Linked DNA regions of Capra hircus: region 2 is linked to region 1. The links are chromatin contacts, called in public Hi-C maps. All regions are on one chromosome and are shown on one strand. The core of a region is the stretch at or near the end of the contact, and the rest is flanking DNA. Distances in the headings are between cores, read along the strand shown. Region 1 has its middle 43 kb from the start of JMJD4. Region 2 holds the start of WNT9A (protein Wnt-9a).

Region 1 (6,908 bases), core at 1,517-4,016:
TAATAATTCCTGCTTTTGCTGCTTCTTGGAATGCTTGTGGAAAAGAAAACTATAAAATGGTAACATTCTTTATAAAGGTCAAAGCAATTTTCCAAAAAGAAAAAAAAATTAACAACTGATTTTCTGCTTTCTGTGTGTTGTTTGCTTTTTTAGGTTGCTGACTGAACTGGAGTCTCCTTCTTGGTGGCCCTTTAGCTCCAAGCTTTGGAAGACGCCATCGGAGACAAAGCCCAAGTGGGACACCTCCATGGCTGACTCCAAAGCTCTTGGAAAAGAAGGGATAGTGATCCAAGTTCCTGCTGTTATTTCCCAAAGAACAGAATCTCATGTTAAACCAGGAAGACTTACCGTCCTTGTTTCTGGGTTGGAAATCTACAACTCAGATTCTTTGCTCATGCACAGATTCGAAAGAGAAGATGTGGATGATATCAAGGTCCACACACCTTATGAAATTAGCATCCGCCAGCGGTTCATTGGGAAGCCAGATATAACTTATCATTTGATATCTGCCAAGATGCCAGAGGTTATCCCCATTTTGGAAGTACAGTTCAGCGAGAAGATCGAGTTATTAGAAGTTGCCATGATGCTCAGAAGCACTAGAACCTCTTCCCTAGCAGAGAAAAGCTACTCAGTCTGGCAAGCAGGTGAGTGATCATCAAAACAGTCTGTGCACAAAACCTGTAAAGTCACAGTCAAACTCAGCCCACCCATGGTGCATACTGACCACGATGCATCACACAGCAACTGCTGGTTTCAGCTCACTAGCGACTGCCCATTTGCTTGCAAATAAAAATATTTTCAGACCATTTTTCTTGGTATTTACCCTCTGAATATCAGATCACTCAATTTTATCATTTCCTTTAGAGGTGTGGTTTCCAAGCAGGTCAGAAAGGTTCTGGTGACACTTTCAGAAGAAGGAAAGCTCCCAAGTTAGATGTTTTCACCTCTTTCCTCTGTTTGATTTGAGAACCAACACTTTAGGGTCTTAGCTAGCATCGTCTCCACCTGCTCTGGTGTGTGTCCACCCGGACCCCACATCACTCTTGGTTTTCTTGGCACTTAGTTGAGGTCTTCCAAGCCCACCTTCCAGATGTGTGTTTGGATGTCAGAATTTTTGATAACTGTGCAGCATAGTTTTTGTGTGATTTTTAGCGTTTACAAAGATTGTGAAAAACCTTTGCTTTTCTTGGCAGTGTGGCTTCAGTATCCTCTTGCAGGTCTCTGTGGGGTGTGGAGGGTAGAGCTGAGTCTTGCCCCAGGGTCCAGTGTGGGTGGCAGGACATGTGGATGTGAGGGTGTCAAGTGGTATCTTGATGGTATTTTTATTTTTTTGATTGTGAGATGAAATATCAGACACCTTTTAGTTGCTTTTTGGTCTCGCAGATTTTTCTCTGTGGGTTGCTCGTTCTGTTTGTTTTTGTTTTTCTACTAGGCTTTTTTTTTTCTCTCTGATATAATTATAGGGGTTCATCATTCATTCTAGATAGTCATCCCTCGTTGATTTAGAGACGACAGATATGTCTCCCAGACTGTCAGCCTCCATTACAGAAACCTCTAATCTTGCTATAGTCAGATCCACCACTTTTCCCCATAAGTTTATTTTTGAGCCCTGCTTAAGAAATCCAAAAGTCAAAATATTCTTCTGTTTTCTAATACTAGCATTACAGGTGACATTGCTGCCTTGTTATAGTGATTTTTCTAATAAGTAATAATCTTTTCTTATTAACTTCAGTTGTTAGAGTTTGTTGGTAAGAGGTATGTTTGTTACTATTCCAGTTCCTTTCATTTCCTTTTCCTCTTAAGTGATTGATTTCAGTATGTAATCTGTTTACATAAAAGGGCCTAAAAGGGTAGATTGTATTGGCCAACATCAGATCCTGAGCAGAAGGACCCTTCAGGAAAGGCCATCTGCAAGCTCAGTCTGGTTAGCTCCTCTGATAACCCAAGTCTTTGAGTCCTCATCACTGCTGTTTTCCCCTGGGGAGCCTCAGCAGGGAGAGGAGGAAGGAGGGCCTGGCTGGTGGGACCAGATGCAGAGCACTGTGGGCTACTGGTTTTAACAGTGCCGTTGAGGAATCCATCTATACCAGGTATGATGCCAGGTACCTGTAGTCCTGAAAACCAGCCTTCTTGTCATGGAGCTCTACCGCATTCGATTCATTGTTAGGCATGGTGGTTTCACAGAGAGAACGTGGCACAGAATGTTACAAATGAGATGGCAGGTGGGAGCATGTCTTGTGTGGCACAGAACGTCATACTGTGCAGGTGAGAAGAGGGCATGCTTGCTGGGCCTTGCTGTCACGGAGGGCAGACCCCGAGGAAGAGGGGATGATAAGCTCTGGCTCTTAGTATACAGGTGGCAGATGGGGCTAGAGAGCAGCAGGGAGTGAGCGCCAGGGACTCTGCAGCTGTGATCAGCCAGCAGGAAGCTAAGCGACTGCAGATTTGCAGGGCCGCCCATCTGGAAGGGGAAAGTGGACCTCTTGCTCACAAACTGAGGCTGCGAGCAGAGACTGAATGTCTGTCTTCTCAAGGAAGCTGCAGATATTATACCTTTAAGGTTTTTCAGCTGATTGAACCAGGCCCATCAGATTGTCTAGGATAGACCCCCTCCCCTAAAGTTAACTGATTGAGAGCTTTCCCCACATCTACAAACACCTTCCCAGCAACAGCTTGACTGGGGTTGGATTGACTAACTGGGGACTATGGCCTCACCCATCCGAGTAACGGATTGTATATATATGGAATGAGCTGAGCCACATCCACCGTGACAGATTGGTTTTCATTTCAGTGCTAACTTTAGCTTCTGAGTGGTATCCCTACAATGTGTCTGAGTCTGGACTGAGCGTGAAGTGCCATCCTCCCCTTGTGAAGCTGCCTTGGCCCAGCAAGGCAGGTGTACCTTACAGCTGTGGATTTGGAGGAAGGCAGGGGATGAGGAGTTACGTTTGGAAGAAGCCAGCATGCGGAGTTCAGTGAGCAAGCGATATCTCATTTGCTTGGAACTTCACGGAGGTCCTGTCGAGCCCAGGATGAGAACTTACTTCTCACTGTTCCCCTTCTTGGTGTTGCACCTGTCAGCACCTCTGTTTTTACTGTTCTGTATGGGAAACAGCAGGAACAGCGGAGATAGAAACCATGACTTTGACATCTCAGGAATGTCTCTCTGTCTCCTCAGTGAGCTATTTTAGTACAATGTGTGGCCAGAAGGTGGCGGTCTAGTAACAGTGGACCAGTGTTTGTTAAGAACCAGAGTCCAGAAGAACTTTCCAGAGACCTTTGTTGTAATGCATAGTGTAGACAGATTGAGAGCCTAGGTGGCCCGGCTGGGACTGGGGGAGGAGGAGAGTCTCCCGGGCTTCAAGGGCTGGAAACGAGGCAGGTGGGAAGATTCCACCTTAGGAAAGAGGAGTTGCAAATTGCTGTTTGCTTGCCCAGTATCTTTAAAATAATCTTTTAAAGTTTAGAATAGTTTCAGACTTGAGAAAAGTTGTGAGGATAGCACAGAGTACCCGCGTCTCCTACACCCAGTTCCCCCTGTTCTTGCCCTCTTACGTTAGTACTGTTCATTGTCTGAAGCTGTCTGTATTGATACATCTTTCCTCACTAAATTCCCTGATTTATCCAGATTTCCTTAAGTTCTGTTCCAGAATCCTATCCAGGATCCCACATGATATTTTGGAGTCTCATCTTGGACTCATCTTGACTATTACGGATTCTCAGACTCCCCTAGTTTGATGATCTTGACAGTGGTCAGGTTTGTAGCCTTTTCCCAAGCTGGACCTTGTCTCATGTTGCCTCATGACCCACTGGGGTGATGGGTTTGGGGAGGAAGACCACAGAGCTCTTATCATAAGAGCAAGGTCCGTGCATGGCATTCTTAAGGAGTTTTTTGGTCCTAAGTTTTGTTTTTACTGTTTGCTAACTGTTGCCTTCTGAGAGGGGCCTTCTCTGACCATCTAATTTAAGAAGACTGGTTTCCCATTCACTGACCCTGTAGAAATCTTGCTTAGCACATGCATCTCTGTAAAATGGTAAGTAAGCTTCTGGGACATTGAAGTCTCTGCACAGGGCCATTAATGTAGGACCGTCTTTTGAAGCAGTGGGGTTCTGACCATGGGACACAGCACCGTGCTTACCACCAGCAGGGCTCCACGTGGCTTATGGGCCACGGCCGTCAGGGTCTGACCACCGACAGACCCCCACGTGCCCACTAGGACACGAGCACTGTGCTGACTTCAGACAGGCCCCGTGTGGCTGTTAGAGCATGATGGCTCCTGACTGTCAACAGGCCCTCAGAGAGCTGCTTGACCCACAGCCCCTTGATCCCTTCCGAGGACCCACAGGTCCAAGCCGTGTGCCATATAATTTTGTAAATTTACAAAGTAAGTTTTTTTAAAATTGTAATTAGTTGAGACTACTATCTCTCTCCATTTCAGCTTTCTCTTTGTTATACCTCCTGTTACATTGAGGACATGGGGCATTTTGTGTTTTTTTCTGAAAGGACTTCCCGCTCCAGTTATATAAGCTGCTGGATAGAGTAGGCATTTTCCTGTGTCATCAGTGGGGCATTTGGGGCCCAAGGATAGGGAGAAGGGTTTGCTCTTAACTAGACAGACTTGAAGCAGTTTTTCTGCTCACAGGGCAGGCCCTGATGGTCTTTGCTCTGAACTTGTGTTGAGGCGACCAGTTTGTGTCTAATGCACAGAGGTGACTTTTGCGTCTGGTGCTGCCCCTGCCAGCCCGGTCCCTGCTCAGGGCTCCCCCTGATGCCTCGTTGTCCTTAGAAAGTGGGATCATCTGTAAATTCTCACGTAGCTTGAACAGTTTGTACTTATTTTGTTTAACTATTAATGCTGTTGACTTCTGAAATAAAAACCATCTTATACTGCATCAAATTAATTTTTTTCAGAAGATATTTCAAAGCATTAAAGTAACTGAGTCAGCAACCCAGGTCTCAGCACACAGTTCTGAGGGTGGCTGAGTTTTGTCCTAGGCGGGACCCTGGTGATGCCACAGCTCATTGTGAGAAACATCTCTGATTAGCATATTCCAGGAAGAAAAGTCCTCAGCTGTGATTTTCTGGTTCTCAGTCCCACTTGTTAAACATTTAAAAGTAGTATGCTTCTGCCTGTCATGCAGCTGTAGCTGCTGGGATGGAAACCAGGGTGATAGTGAAGGAGCACAGCGCTGGGCGCAGGCAGGCGCACGAGTGTGAGTCAGACGTGGGCCTTGCTCCCGGAGAACCAGCTGGGGGGAGCCCAGTTCCAGCAGATGCCAAAAGAGACAAAGAGCAGTGCAGCACCAAGCGAGTCGCTGTCACTGTGTAAGCTGAATTGTGCCAGGACAGATGACGGGAGATTGCTGTAATTAATGGAAGGGCTGAGTGGAGAACATGCCTCCAGACTCGGGCCAAGGGACATCTGTCTGCATGGCATGTGCAGGGGGTGCCTGGTGGGCAGGGTCGGTACGCGGGGTCACGCCAGGGTGGCAGGAACAGGAGTGTGCAGGGTCAGGGAGCAGACTAGGGAGAAGGGTGTAGGCTGACCGAGGAGTTCACTTTCACCCGTTAGGCCAGAGAACCCCTGTTACATAGACGCATGAAGTGCACTTGGCCGTCATGTTACCACTGATAACATTTTAAGGTCATGTGCATTAGTTAGCTTTTCCTTTAGGCTGATAATAGTTAGCAGAACACATCCTCTGTTGTCCAGTTTAGCTCTGATGGTGTTCTGTTGCTAATATCTTAGAAAAGTGCTTTTTATTAGGTAACATCTTAGTGACATTTATGTCTTGTAAGACCAACCAACAGTGAGTTGTATGCTGTGGAAAGTTCTCTATTTAATAAGCCCTTAGGAGGATGGAGTAGTGGCACTTGAGAGGTTGTAGAACACGGGTTGTGAAATCAGTTTGGTTGATTGCAAGCAGCTTTTATATAAAGAACAGAAAGGCAACCCGAGTGCCTGGTGTGCACTGAGGTTTTTGTGTTGTGACTCCCAGGGTATATGTGACGGTGTAGCAGTTCTGTGTAGGTTGCACTTCTCACAAGTGTGCACAGTTACAAGGCCAGCAGTCTCTCATAGGGTCTTCCTTCCCAGGGGAGTGCTCGGGTCTTCAGTGTGGAACCCCTGCCCTTGCCTCCCTGCAGGTTTTGCTTTGCGTCAGCTGGTTCCTGCGCTCACTCTGTCTGACCGAGACTCTAGTAAATACACTCTCATCCTCATGTCTTCTCTGCTCAGTTAGGGAGTTTCAGGGAGTGTTAGTTTGTAAGAATCTTTTTAAGAAATAACAATAAGGGGATACTTGTGTACCTGTTGGAGGTGGCTGTTCTTTCCCCCGAGCAGGGACTTGTACAGGTAGCATACCCTAGAGTTACCAGCTGTATTATTCAGGCCCAGCAGGAACTGGACCCCAAGATGAATTTCCTTTCCTAACAATGTACTTATCAGCTGCTCTAGGCCACTCTGCCAGAAGGCAGCGCTGTTTACTCCCCTGACGGTCCTTGGACGGAAGTGGGAGTGTCCCATCTCTGCCCTCCCATTCTGCTGAAGCAGAGCAAGCTGCTCAAAGGAGTTGGTCCTGGAATCCAGATGCTGGTTCTCAGACCAATATGCTTTCATCTTTCCACCATCCTAATAAACTGGAGAAGGAAATGGCAACCCACTCCAGTGTTCTTGCCTGGGAAATCCCATGGACAGAGGAGCCTGGTGGGCTACACAGTCCATGGGGTCACAAAAGAGTTGGACACAACTTAGTGACTAAATAATATATACTCCTGGGTAAAAGATCTTTCTTCTCAAAGTCAGTTATAGAACAAGATCCCGAGTATTTACTGTGTTGTACACTCCGATCAGTGTTGGATAAGGAAGCAGCCCTGGGTTGGGATAGAAGGCAAGGCTCCGGCAGGT
Region 2 (6,908 bases), core at 1,247-3,746, 300 kb after region 1:
TTTCTGGGCTGTAACTGGAGCTGCCCTGCCTGTGCGCCTCTGTGCCAGGCAGAGCTTTCAGAGTGGGGGAAGGGAGAGGAGGGCTGGATCCCAGCTCCTTCCCCGGTTCCCTCCGTACTCGGGGTGGGGAGGGGAGCCCCAGCACAAGGCACAGGGAGGCCCCCTGGCTCTGGCCCAGCCCTGCCTGGCCCTGCCTGCCTTGGGCCATCTCCTCCTCCCCCTACCCGCTGGCTCCTGTCCCTTTACTAGGCCAGGAGAAAAAGCCCCAGACCCAGGTTCAGCTGCTCACTGCCGGCCGGAGGCTGGGTCTTTATGCCCTGTGCTATCCTGAGTGGACTCCAGCACCAGGTCCCTTCTCTCCTTTGCTTGCTCAGCTGGCACGGAGCCTGCCACCCCTCCAGGACTTTCGTCCACCAAGCTGAGTCTTGTCTCTCTTGCCTGGTGTGGAGGAGACAGAGGGGAAGTGCCCTCCAGCAGAGCAAGCATAGCCTCTTCCTCTGGGGCAGTCTTCCACGGGGCAGGACTTGAGAAGCCCACTTGAGGTGACCTCTGGGATTTAAAAGCAGGGCCAAAAGGGCTAACTGGAGAAGCCGCAGGTGCGCCAAGCCCTCTCAACTTGCCACACAGCCCCTGGGGGTTATTCTCTTCAAGGGAGCCAAGGAGACTTCCCAGGAGGTACAAAGCGCAGAGAAAACAGGGAGAAAGAGAGATGCTGCAGGGGCGGGGGTGAAGGATGGGAGCCAGGACCCTGAAAACCACTCTGTGGATCCGACCTTCCCGGAGAGTAAAAGCGGGCAGCAGGGACTCCGCACAGAGCACAGAGTGGCGCAGACGAGCCCAGGGTGTGTCTGGAGCCTGGTGAGCAGACCCACGGCAGCGCCTGGACAGCGCAAAGGCACAGCTGGCTGACAGGCCATCGTGACTCACCGCGGACCTGCAGCCAGACAGCCAGCCTCTGACCCTCCCTCTGCCCGAGAGGGTGAGGCAAAGGCTGCACAGATGGCATGCAGGGGCGTGCCAGCCTCTGCACAGCCTGAGCCCCAGGCAGGCCGAACTCACAGCCACAGCCCTGGCTTCGGGGTGGGGTCTCCAGGGTGAGAAGACAAGGACCTGACCCTGGGAGACAACCCAGGGGAAGGGAACAGGAGAAGTGGGCGCGGGGAGAAAAACACAAAGGGAAAGTTTCCCATGAAAATATTTTATTTTCTTTGAGAACAGGATACACCTGCAGGGCTTCTCGCCCAGTCTGCCTCTCCCCGCCCTGGCAGTGCCACATTTCTGGACCAACGGGGCCCTCTGCCGGCCAGGCCGCTGCGCGCAGCGCCTGGTCCACGGGAGAGGTAACAGGTGACAACGGGCGCAGGGCGGCAGCCCGGAACGGGCATAAGGCACCCCGGACGGGGTCTGGGCGGGACTCGAGGGTGGCCTCCGCTCCAGGAGTGGCACGGGGGCAGGAGGCGGGGCGGCTGGGGAGGGCCGGAGGGCTGCCTACACGATGCCACACAAACCTCGGGGGCCCATCTGCAGAGTACAGCGAGGGTCCCCAGAGCTCGCCTGGCAGGACATCCCAGATCTGGGAGCGAGGAACCAGGAAGGGCAGGAAAGAACGATGGGGAGAGACGAGCCAAAACCACGAAAACTGCTGCTGCGGAGAAGCGCGCGGGGCAGCGACCCGGGAGGCGGCTGGAGGCAGCATTCACAGCCCGCCCGGGCCCGGCGCACCAGAGAGGTCCCACAGACGCGCTCCCGCGGGTCGCGGCCCGAGCGAACGTCAGAAGCAAAGCGCAAGAAAAATAAAATTCCTCCAGCCTGGAGTTTTTCCCCCTTTGGGGCTCAGTGCAAGGAACATCTGGATTTTGTACGTATTTTTTTGTTGTTGTTAAATTAACTTCTCGGGGAGAGAAAGGAGGGGGAAACTGCAAGGCGGGTGGGTGTGCAGGGGCCAGGGAGGCTCCAGACGTTTGGCTAGAAATCCCAGCCAAAGGCAGCCGATCACCAGAGCTTGGTCCCGCAGCTGCAGGGAGCCTCGCGCACGGCCGCGGGCGCGGCCACAGGGACTACGGCTCCGGGGTCACGAAGGACCGGGGCCTCACGCCAGCCAGCCGGGCACGCCGGCCCCTCTGCGTGAGCCGTGCCACAGGGACACCGACTCCCGAACCCAGCGACGCGGGCGCCGCAAACAAACAGCTCCAGGCAACCCGGCGCCCCTCGCCAGCCCGGGCACCGCGCCCCGCGCACCTGGATCGCCCCCGCCCTCGCGCCCGCGCCGGCCTCGGGCCCGGCCCGCCCGCCCCGCCCGCCGGGCCGCCGAGGCACCTACCCGAAGTAGGCGGCCGAGGGGCGCAGCGCGGCGAGCAGCAGCGTCAGCGCGAAGGCCGCGGCCAGCCAGCGCGCCAGCAGGGGCCCATCCAGCATCTTGCCGCGCCGCGGCGGCTGACCATCGCGCTCCCGGCCCCGCGCTGGGCGCCCCGCGGCCGCCGCCCTCTTATAGCGCCCGGAGCGCCAGGCCGGGGGCGGGGCGCCGGCCAGCTGGCCCGGCCCCGCCCGCGCCCGGGGAGGGGTCACGCCGGCGCCGGGGGCGGGCCGAAACCCGAGCCCGCGCGCAGCCCGGCCCTGCTGCCTCCGGGCCGCTCGGGTCCCAGGGCGCGCCTCGCGCGTGGGAAGCCAGGCACGCGAGGGGCGGGTGGGAACCGGCGCGGCCGGAAGGGGCGGGAGCGCGGCGGGGGCCCGGGGAAGGGAGCGAGCCCGCGAGCGGCTGTGGGCGTGGGTGGAGCCAAGGCGGAGTGTTGGTGGCCTGGGGCAAGACGGCGAGGCTGGCGCTGCGCGGCTCGCCGGGTGCGAGCGGGCGAGTGGGAACGCCGGCGGAATCTGGAAGTGGGCGGTCCGGTGCAGCTGCGGGGGCGGGGTGTGACCTGGGGCGGGGCCGGGGCGGAGCTCTTGGCCAGCACTCGAGCGGGTGGTGCCGCGGGGGACTCGGGTGTCAGCCCGGAGCTGGAGCTAGCTTGTCGGCTCCCAGAGGAGTTTGCGTGAAAGGGGAGACAAGCCAGCAGGTGATGCCCCTGCCTTTGCGAGGCCAGACGGGCGCTGCTCCCTGGGTTGTTGCCTTGGGAATGAGGCGACCTGATCAGGGATGGTGCGGCCAGGTCGATCGACCTTTTGGGACCTTTGTCTCCCTATTCTTAAATCGAAGGAGGAGCTGGCTGAGGTCACTGCCAGCGCTGATCCCCGGGTGACCTCCTTCTCAGAACCTCTGCTGTGAGGACTGGACGTAGGGGGCTTGGCACGGGTAGAGGCAACAGGAGCTGCCAGGGACAGGGAGGAGAGACGATGCAGAGTCACTGCTGAAGTAAGTCAGGGTCCGAGAACCCAAACCCCAGATTAAAACAGATAACACAAATTAACAACAGGATGGGTTCAAGGAGAATCCTTAGAGACCGCTGGGCCAGGGTGTCAACAGCCACAGCGGGGAGAGCTCTGAGGTTCAGGATATGGGAAACGTGTCCCCGAAATGCCAGCCTTCGGGTGACCGTAGAGGCTCCATGGGTCCACTTGGCCAGTACTGTGGGGGCCCTCAAGTCCTGGGCCTGCAGGGGAAAGCACAGTTTTCTAACAGCCATCCGTACTGAGCTGCTGCTTCTGGGCACAGTGACCCAGAGTCTGGGGGTCTGAGCACCTCTAAAGGCTGGGTTAATGGGTTCTGAAGATCTGCTTAGTGACGTCAGTCAGGACAAGGACTGAAAGGCAAAACAGGAGGGCAAAACAGGTAGCCGGAGAGTGGCGCAGGGAGCGCAACACATGCCTGGGCTCCCACCTCTGTTAGAAGGCCACCCACTGAGCATACCCCATCCTCCCTAGGGGCCTCCCAGTGCTGGGCTGGTGAAAAGAGGGCAGAGAGGAGATGGGGCGTGGGCAAATCACTTCCTCTCTGGGCCTCAATTTCCCCATCTGAGAGGCATCCAACTCTAGGGAATCATAATGTCTTTTTCTAAGTTGTAATGTCGCGCTGCAGAAACCTCCACCCATGGTTTTGCTTCTGTGGGTGTGACCAGCCTCACGTCATCCCCCACCCCAGGGACTCCTCATGTAGGAGGGGGCTCTCCAGCACTCTCGTCTGCTCACACCACACTCAGCCACTTCAACAGGGCTGCCACAGCAAAGAGAACACCAAAGCTGCTCCAGCCCACCCAGGCTGGAGGGCTAGGGGACACCCTGTCATGCCGTACTTCCACGTGTCTGAGTTCAACCCCCAAGGCCTCCACCTGAAGTCCTGGCTGCCACACCCCGGAAGCGTGAGGCATGAGCTGAGGGGACGCAGACTGATGACATCTTTAAAGGCACAGAGATTGCGTCCCAAAAAAGTGAAAGGTGAGATTGTAAGCGTGTCTGGAAGGCGCTGCAGGCCTTAATAGAGTCTCTTTCCATGCGGAGTGGAGGGTTCTCCTTTGGCCACCCAGCAAGTCCCAAAGAAAGAGGCGGCCAGCTGAGGCTCCAGCCAGCAACCAGGGGGCGGGGCACAGTGCAACGGGTGCTGGAAAGATGAGTGCCATCTGTGGAAGGGGAATGAGGGTTTTCATCAGGGGCTGCCAGCTCATAGCAGCTTGGGGGCTATTGCAGTGGCCCCAAAGCACCTGTTTTTGAGCGCTAAGCCTCCCCCACGTATCAGCAGGGACACCTTCAGTCCAGGGAATAGGAAGACCAGGCTTTGCTAGGCCGTGCAACATGGGAGAAGGCTGAGGTGGGTGGCAGTGCCTGGTACATAGTAACATTGGGAATACACCTGAGGGTCTAGGTGGGGCCGCCCCTGGAGTGATGGCAGCAGCTGAGGTGGTGCCACCAGCTACCACTGCAGCTGGACCTGGGGGCACTGGCTGCCTCCCCCCGGAGTCTCCCAGACCTTAGACCTCTCCACCAGGTCTGACCACTTTGCCCTGCCCTTGCCTGCATGCATACCTCCGCCATGACCACTGGTGGGCCTTCCTGTACTGCAGACAAAAACCGAGGTGGCCCTACTTACGGACCTCAAGGCACCCGTGCAGTCTAGACCTCTTCAGAGGGGGCCAGGTGCTCCCCACTTCTGTGTCCACGTCTCCTGCCTCCCGGCACATAAGCCCCAACCCATCTTTGCAGATTCTGGTCACCTGCAACACCTCCCCGAGCCATTCCGCGTTGGCCTGGCCTCTCTGCGCCCAGTGTGGAGAAGGAAGGTAAGTTAACGTGGAACAGTCGTCAACAGACAAGCTTATGGTTTGATTGACACTGGATGGTAAACTGAGGCCCAGAGAACCCAGCAATTTAGCCCCAAGGACACAAAGCCACCCGGGGGTGGGAGATGGAACGCCTGACCCCAGTCTTACGCTTTTACCAGCTGAGCCACCTCACAGGTGATCTTGCTGGCCTCAGCACAGCATGAGAAGGCCGTGTCATCCCAGGAGGTCAGAGCTTCTTCTTGCAGCATAGCGTGCTCTGGCCAATGGCAAAGTGGTCCCATATTTCTGTTGGAGAAGCCTGGGCTGGAGGCTTCCTTATTCCCCTGCCACAGCCACCTAGGTCTGCTTGGCATGCTGTCTGGAAAAGGACATCCAGAGTGCCAGGCAGAACAAGCTGTCACTAGTGCAGAGGCTGCAGCCACCCCACGCAGTGTGAGGGAGAGCACAGACTGGTCCAGGCCCCCTGCACAGTCTCCACCCTGTACATGTTCCTAACCAGAGTCATGGTCTCCAAGGGGCAGATGGGCACAGCTCCAAGAGGACCAGATCAGCACCAGGGCGGGCGTGTGCTCTGAAACAAAGCCCACCCCAGGAGGGGAAAAACAAGCTCTGAAGGCTCACCGACACTTTTGCAAACATCCAACTTCACGGAGACCCTAGCCCTGTGAACTGCCAGAATCACCCACAGCAATAGGTCCTGAGCACGCTGACGCCCAGCTGGCAGAGGGGGCTGCCCAGGTCTCAGCACGACAGCAAACTCCTGCAAAACTAGAGTGCTCACCATGACCCCAGCCTGGGCAGCACACCTTCCTAGGCCAGGCCCACCTGACATCTTCAAGGCCGGGTCTGGATGCAGTGGCAAAGCCTCAATTGTCAATTCAGTGACCTCCTCAGCCACCTCCTTCCAGGGCCAGAGCCAGAGAGAAGGGATAGAGGCCAGGTGGAGGCCCACCTTCCCAGCTGATGCCCACCTGCTCCTCAGCCACTGTTCAGGCCTGAGTCGCTGAGCCAGCAGCAAGATGTGAATGAGGTTTGGGGAGGATCTAGAGGGGCCAGGCTGGGGAGGTTTCACTGCCCAGAACCAGGGACAGTTCTCTCAGGTGGTCTGGAAGGAGTGGGTGAACAGCTGCTTATCAGAAAACATTACCTAATTGGGGCCTAACTGGGAAGGTTTATGGGGCCAGGCAGGGGGGCTCCCCGGGGGGGATGGTGAAAGCCGCTCATGAGTCATTTGAAACTGAGCCGGACAAAGAGCTTAAGGAGAAATGATCCCACCCAGTCTGCCAGCCATAGGTAGAATGAGCTCATGGACTCTGGGGCGCACATGAATGCATGTGTGTGTGTGTGAGTGTGTGCGTGCGTGTGTGTGCATGAGAGAGGTGTAGAGAGGGAAGGGAAGAGCGGGGAGGAAAAGAAGAGAAGAGAGAAAAAGCTGGTAGTCACACAGCTGGGACTCAGAAACTGAGCCCAGCTCTCCCCTGGGTGTGGAGCCGCCACTGTGGGCCACATTACTGCATGGGCAGGCTGCCCCCTGCAGGTCGGCGAGGGAAGGGCCCCGTATCTCAGTCAACATCGTGGTTCAGCAATCCAGCCAGCATCCTGGTCTAGCATCCTCGTCCAGCATCCCAGCCAGCTTCCTGGCCAGCATCAGGCCAGCATAAGCATACCTTCTCTGCGGTGCCCAGCACAGGACCTGTTCTG

What was found. Hi-C and Micro-C count contacts between places; a contact is called where the count stands out from the background.
Region 2: a Hi-C map of blood shows a contact between it and region 1, with 10 times the contacts expected there. The contact joins the promoter of WNT9A here to the enhancer-like site in region 1. A contact is called at or near these places in 2 of 5 Hi-C or Micro-C datasets (both in blood).

The regions. Positions count from the first base shown.
Region 1 is chr7:105,370,570-105,377,477 of ARS1.2, forward strand. No RefSeq gene overlaps it. Among named protein-coding and RNA genes, the nearest start is that of JMJD4, 43 kb to the left of the region's middle. Within about 2 kb of position 2,767, at least 2 of the 5 cell types and tissues checked have an H3K27ac peak or open chromatin away from gene starts, as enhancers often do.
Region 2 is chr7:105,675,392-105,682,299 of ARS1.2, forward strand. WNT9A (protein Wnt-9a) reads right to left here and starts at 2,497. Exons shown (of 4, transcript XM_018051577.1): 1 at 2,321-2,497. The coding sequence starts at 2,415.